Linked DNA regions of Mus musculus: region 2 is linked to region 1. Evidence: chromatin contacts called from public HiCAR-type data. All regions are on one chromosome and are shown on one strand. The core of a region is the stretch at or near the end of the contact, and the rest is flanking DNA. Distances in the headings are between cores, read along the strand shown. Region 1 overlaps Phkb (phosphorylase kinase beta). Region 2 has its middle 140 kb from the start of Abcc12.

Region 1 (2,707 bases), core at 132-2,631:
ATGTGCTTATAGAAACAGAGTACAACCTTAAAAAGGTAGGCACAAAATCTCCCTTCCTTAAACAAAGGATGCAGTCTATGACTATTTCCTCAGTCTCCCGCACTTGGGAACTGTGAACAGGCTCCAGCAGAGAAGGGAGGTGTAGGAAACCTCTCCCCTTCTGACTGTTTTGTCTGCAGCTTCAGTGGCTAGGACTGGGGGTGTGTATAGAACCTCTCCTCTGTACTACAGGGTATGAAATGAATTTGTTGGGGCAAAAAAACTGCATACAGCAGCAATGGTTGCCAATTCCAGACTTAAGATTGGCAAGCAGTTGCCACTGAGGATCTACATTAAGTCTGTGAGAAGCACACATTTTGCTTGAAATTTTATGCTCTGGCTGTAAAGATGTCAATGTTCTTATAGAACTGTTCACTGATCACAGTTGAAGACAAGGAAAGATGGCAAAATCCAAGTGATTACCCAAATCTGTTGAGTTCTCAAAGCACTACCATAACCCTGGTATTTCCCACATCACTGGCATTTGTTCCTGCTCAATCTTCCTTCCAGTTTCTCAGACACCTGCCAGCAGCTCCAACGTTAGCTGCCACTGCACGTCCAACCCTGCCGCCCATAGCGTCCTCCTGCTCACTGTCCTAGTTAGCTTGGTCCACTGCTTTTTACCACTGCGGTTTACTTCTGCTTTTACTCTAACTGCACTCAGCTCCTCCCTGTCCATTTGCTGTAAGCAATGCTACTTTCCAAGGTATGGAAATAATTCCCTGGGTTACAAAGATGCTCCTAAAGCATGAGGGCAGAGGAAAGCACCATCCATTTCAATTTTTAACCTGAATGGTGACTCAATACACCAAAGGCCTGAGACATTCATAAAAGGAGATCTCATCTCTGAAGTTAACAGGTTACCAGTACAGTAAAATAGTTAGTCCATTAGTGTACACTGCAGTACTCCCAATGAGACGGACCTAATTCTACAGTGGTAAAACATAGCACCGGAAATGCTCATAGCAGGGAACTTAGTTCTAGACCAGAGACAGTACAGGCTGTTGCCTGAAACCTCTGCGAGGGAAAGGCAAGCATAGGCTAGTGTTTCCGGTGCTTCTGAGGCCATGCTCAGACAGGCCCAATGAACCAAGGCTCACATGACAGAGAGAAGGACATTCTAATCTTTTGGGAGCCAAGAAGACCCAAGGATTTCCCAGAGGCATTGATGAAAAGACAAAAGGAACAAAAGTTTTGTATCCTTAACTAGGGACAGATGTGGCAAGGTCTGTTCTGGAGCGAGGGCCAGGGCCTCAAAGTTTTGGTTCCTGGGAAGCTGGCTTTCCCCCCCGTGAAGGGCTATGGTTTAAAGTCCTAAGGCAGCTCTGTCTAAAGTATGTTGCATTCTCTTGCCAACAATGACTTAGCTCTCTGCTGATCTTGGCTCATTTCCCTACTGCAAACAACATAGAAGATTGTGTATTTCTTAATAAGCTTGCTTGTGAGAAGCCATGAGTTATGAGTTACCAGCTTTCCTCAGCCCCAGTCCTCCCCTCAGGAACTTGTCATACAAGAAGGACTTGTTGGCTGGTCCAGGGCACTAACCCATCTGAGAGCAGAAGGAACTGAGCCTTGGTATGGCCACCTTACATTAAAGAATAGGGAGTTTCTAATGAAATAGACTGGCAGAAAATCAAAAGGCAGCCTGAAAGATCACCTAAGACTTCCTTCTGAAGATAGACACACACTTACATGTTGTTGATGCAGCTGTGCTAGGTGTGTTCACAACTGTGTCCATGCGGCTGCTTGTACGCCATTCTATGTTAAGACAGAATGGAGTAAAACAGAATCTGACCTTGAGTTCCCTCAAATAACTGATAAAACCTTTGGGTGCTCTGATTCTTTTTAAATAATTTTTTGTTTATGCTATTGTTATTTTTATTTTTAATCCTTTTCTTTTTGGCATGCCTAATTTAACAATGTGTATGTGTATATTGTGTGGATTCTACTTACTGGGAGACATACTAGTAGGCCTAGTAAGTACATATTTATTACCTTAAATACTATTATTTCCTTAAAATGTATTGAAATGGTATTTAGGACTCTATTAAATGTTTCAAAAACCGTTAAAATGCAACTTGTTTATAGACAATAACATTCAAAGGAGGCATTAAAGCATTGTTAAACTAACAAATTGTACACTAGATACATGGGCTTCGTTAATGATTTTCTTCTAAAAAAGGTTCTGGAAGAAATAATCTGTTTTTTAATCAAAGGTAAGAGGAAAATTACATAAAATGCTTTATGTTAGCCTGGAGATGCTCAGTGGGTAATGTACTTATCATCCAAGGATGACAACTTGACTCTGGATCTTCAGGACCCAAATAAGTACACAGTAGCATCTGCAGTCCTCACTCTTCCAGAGACTGGAGTCAGGAACAGGAGGATCCCTCCCAGCCATTGGCAGGCTAGACTAGCAAGTGCAGCTTTGAATAACAAGAGTCCCACTTCAAAAATGGTAGAAGGCTAGGAACAATGCCCTAGAGCGTCCTCTGACCACACTAACAGCACATACTCACATGGGCATACATGTATGTGTCCAAACGCACCTACATACTCACATGTGCATGCATATACATGCACAAACACACCCAATCACATGTGCATGCATGTATGTGCACAAACACACCCACATACTCACATGTATGTGCACAAAAACAGCCACACA
Region 2 (2,707 bases), core at 113-2,612, 550 kb before region 1:
CCCCTCATTGAGTTGCCGAAGTCCTTGCAAAGTATGCTACGTGCTCTGAGGGTGGTGAAGACTGTCCGCAAATGTGAAAGTCAGAAGGCTTCAGAGGCACTGTGGTATTTCTGATTGAAGATGTTGCTCCAGGCTTCCCTACCTGAATAGTGAGATAGAATTTATGTGAAGAGCTATGGCAGAACTTATGTCAAGGAGCTTTAAGTCTGGACTAGGGTTGCAAGGAAAATAAAGGAAAAACCACTTATAGAGCATCAGCTACCCATGCATGGTGACAAACATTGTGCTCAGAAAAGCTCAAGCTGTGTGCTCTGCCAAAGGAGCCCACATTCCACCACGGACAGCAGCCATATCTGTCCAAAGCCCACCATGGACAGCAGCCATATCGCCCCAAGGCTCATTTCTCTTATGCAACCACCAGACACTTGACTTCCTTTGGGAAGCATCTTCACTCCATTCTCAGATCGTATCTTTTATGTACTGACTCTTCTCAAAGGCCACAGTTGGTCACATGCCTGACAGCTAACCAATGAGACTTTTCCATCCTTCTGATTGGTTCATAAATGGACCCATGACCCAAGGCTGACTAATTAATTTTCAGGATTCAGATTTGAACTCTTAGGTAAGAATTTTATCTTTTAGGTAACTAGTCCAGAAGCAGAAAGGATTGCCATCAGGACAAAAGCACACCTGTCCCCTGCCACCTGGTTGTGGGAGAGGCAACTTGATCACTATCACATTGCATGGGTCACACACTTACCAAGTCCTACTCCTCCACCCAGAGAGTCACCCCTGTTACATAGCCTGGCTTCCCTACCTCAATCGTATACCAATGCCACGTGTATATTCTTTAAGGATGGTGTATGTCATTCTCTTGGGCTTGCAAGCAATAAAATGTTTAAATTAGCTTTCCCCTCAAGAGAAAGAGTTTATTCCATTAAATATTAAGGGAAAGGATGCATCCAGGCCCTCTGAATGATTGGAACAGGGACAGAGAGCCTTAGTCCCCAAGTACTACAAAAGATTAAAAAACAAACAAACGAACAAACAAAAACACTTTTGCTTTTATTTATGACCATAAATATTGCTCCAGGGTCTTGACTATCCAAGGCAAGCCCTCTACTACTGAACTACATTTACATTTTAAAAGTCTTTAGTTTGAGATAGGGTCTCCCTGAGCTATCAAAGCTGGCTTCAAACTCACTCTATAACCCAGATTGACTGTAAATGAGGCCTGTTCCTGCGGCAGCTTTTTGAGTAGCTGGGATTACAAACCAGTGGCACCAACACCCCAGGTATTGTACTGGCCTTTGTATTGTTTTCTGACTCATTTGGGTGTGAGCTTCTTTCCCTGACTCAGACAAGCAACATGCCTGAAACTGGGTCTCATTTAGCATTGAGAGGCCACATCTACCATCTCCCAAATCCAACTTGAAAGTGCCTCAGAGAGAAAGATCTGTTTTCTGAGGGTTGTGAGTCACCCCTTTGGCTGAAGGAGCAGAGAATTGAGGTAACAAAACATCATTCCGTTTTCAAGAAAGAACCAAGGGAGACCTGGCTCCACAGCCCAGAACTGCATAAAAAAACAAACAACCAAACAAAAAACAAAAAGCCGGAAGTTTGATATGAATAATTTAGAAAAAGCACTGACCTCAGGATGGATTATCTACAGTGTCCAAGGGAAATGTTTTGACTAAGATGACCCAGAATGTCCCGACTTCAAAATATCCTTTCTCTGGGTAAGAATTAGCAAGACAGCCCATACTCCCATGACCTACCAAAGGGAAAATTACTTCAGAAAATACAAATTCCTACTGGGAAATGGAGGCTCTGTGAGCACAAAGTTCCTTCTGTTTCTAAACTTTAAATGGGAAACAACAACAACAGAAACAAAATGTTGAATCAGAGAGCCTTGTTCAGGCTTTCTCATGCTTTATTTTTGTTGGTTTTTTTCTTTGCTTGTTTTCTGTGATGGGCCCAGAAGGTCTCAAATTCTTTATTCTGTGTCTCTGTCTTTTGAGTGCTGGGATTTCAGGTATGAGCCATCTCCATTTGATATTAATTTTGAAAAATAGGAAATGCCCCTGTTGATTGTCTAAAGGCACCCCTAGCTCTAATTTTAGCATCTTTTATGAGTCCTCTGCACAGATGCCAGGCTTATGCATCCATCATCATCATCATTATCAACAACAACAACTAATACAACAACAAAACAAAGAAGTAGAAAAAACCAAACAAGACATTGAGCAAAATCCTAGTTGGCTATGATTCTTTACAACCCTCTTGTGGCCAACATTGTGCTCTGTGATGCTAAACCATTCTCAGCAATAACTCTTCCTCCTGGCTCCAAGTCTTCAAGGTTTCATGTTATTTTTGCCTCCAGCATCCTCATCTCTCCTCCTTTTAACTTACCCTAAATATCGTCTGCTATTGAAAGCTTGGTTCTGCATTCACCTTTGCTAGAACTACCTAACACTATATAGAACATTCTAGTCACTTACCTCTTGCTATCTGATTTATTGCCACCTTTGCTGTGTTCTGTTATACCTGCAGAGAGCCAACCCATGGAGAAGTCTTCTCCCAGCCTTCTTAGCCAGGCTCCAGGCAGGTGTATTCAGTGGAAGATAAAGGCCAGAGGCCATCTCCAAGGAGTCATCTCCTGGCGGTGGCTCCCTCATCCACAGTTCCTCATCCCCTTCTGTCTTGC

Evidence for each region. HiCAR-type assays count read pairs that join an accessible place to other places.
Region 2: a contact with region 1 is called in a HiCAR-type map of astrocytes, with 3 times the contacts expected there. The contact joins two enhancer-like sites. A contact is called at or near these places in 3 of 115 datasets of contacts at active chromatin or transcription factors (astrocytes, differentiating embryonic stem cells and embryonic basal ganglia).

What each region holds. Positions count from the first base shown.
Region 1 is chr8:85,870,530-85,873,236 of GRCm38.p6, reverse strand. The region is part of intron 2 of Phkb (phosphorylase kinase beta); the gene reads right to left. Among named protein-coding and RNA genes, the nearest start is that of Phkb, 31 kb to the right of the region's middle. Within about 2 kb of position 1,381, at least 58 of the 459 cell types and tissues checked have an H3K27ac peak or open chromatin away from gene starts, as enhancers often do. A contact at or near this core is called in astrocytes, where this site is marked.
Region 2 is chr8:86,423,231-86,425,937 of GRCm38.p6, reverse strand. No RefSeq gene overlaps it. Among named protein-coding and RNA genes, the nearest start is that of Abcc12, 140 kb to the left of the region's middle. Within about 2 kb of position 1,362, at least 10 of the 459 cell types and tissues checked have an H3K27ac peak or open chromatin away from gene starts, as enhancers often do. A contact at or near this core is called in astrocytes, where this site is marked.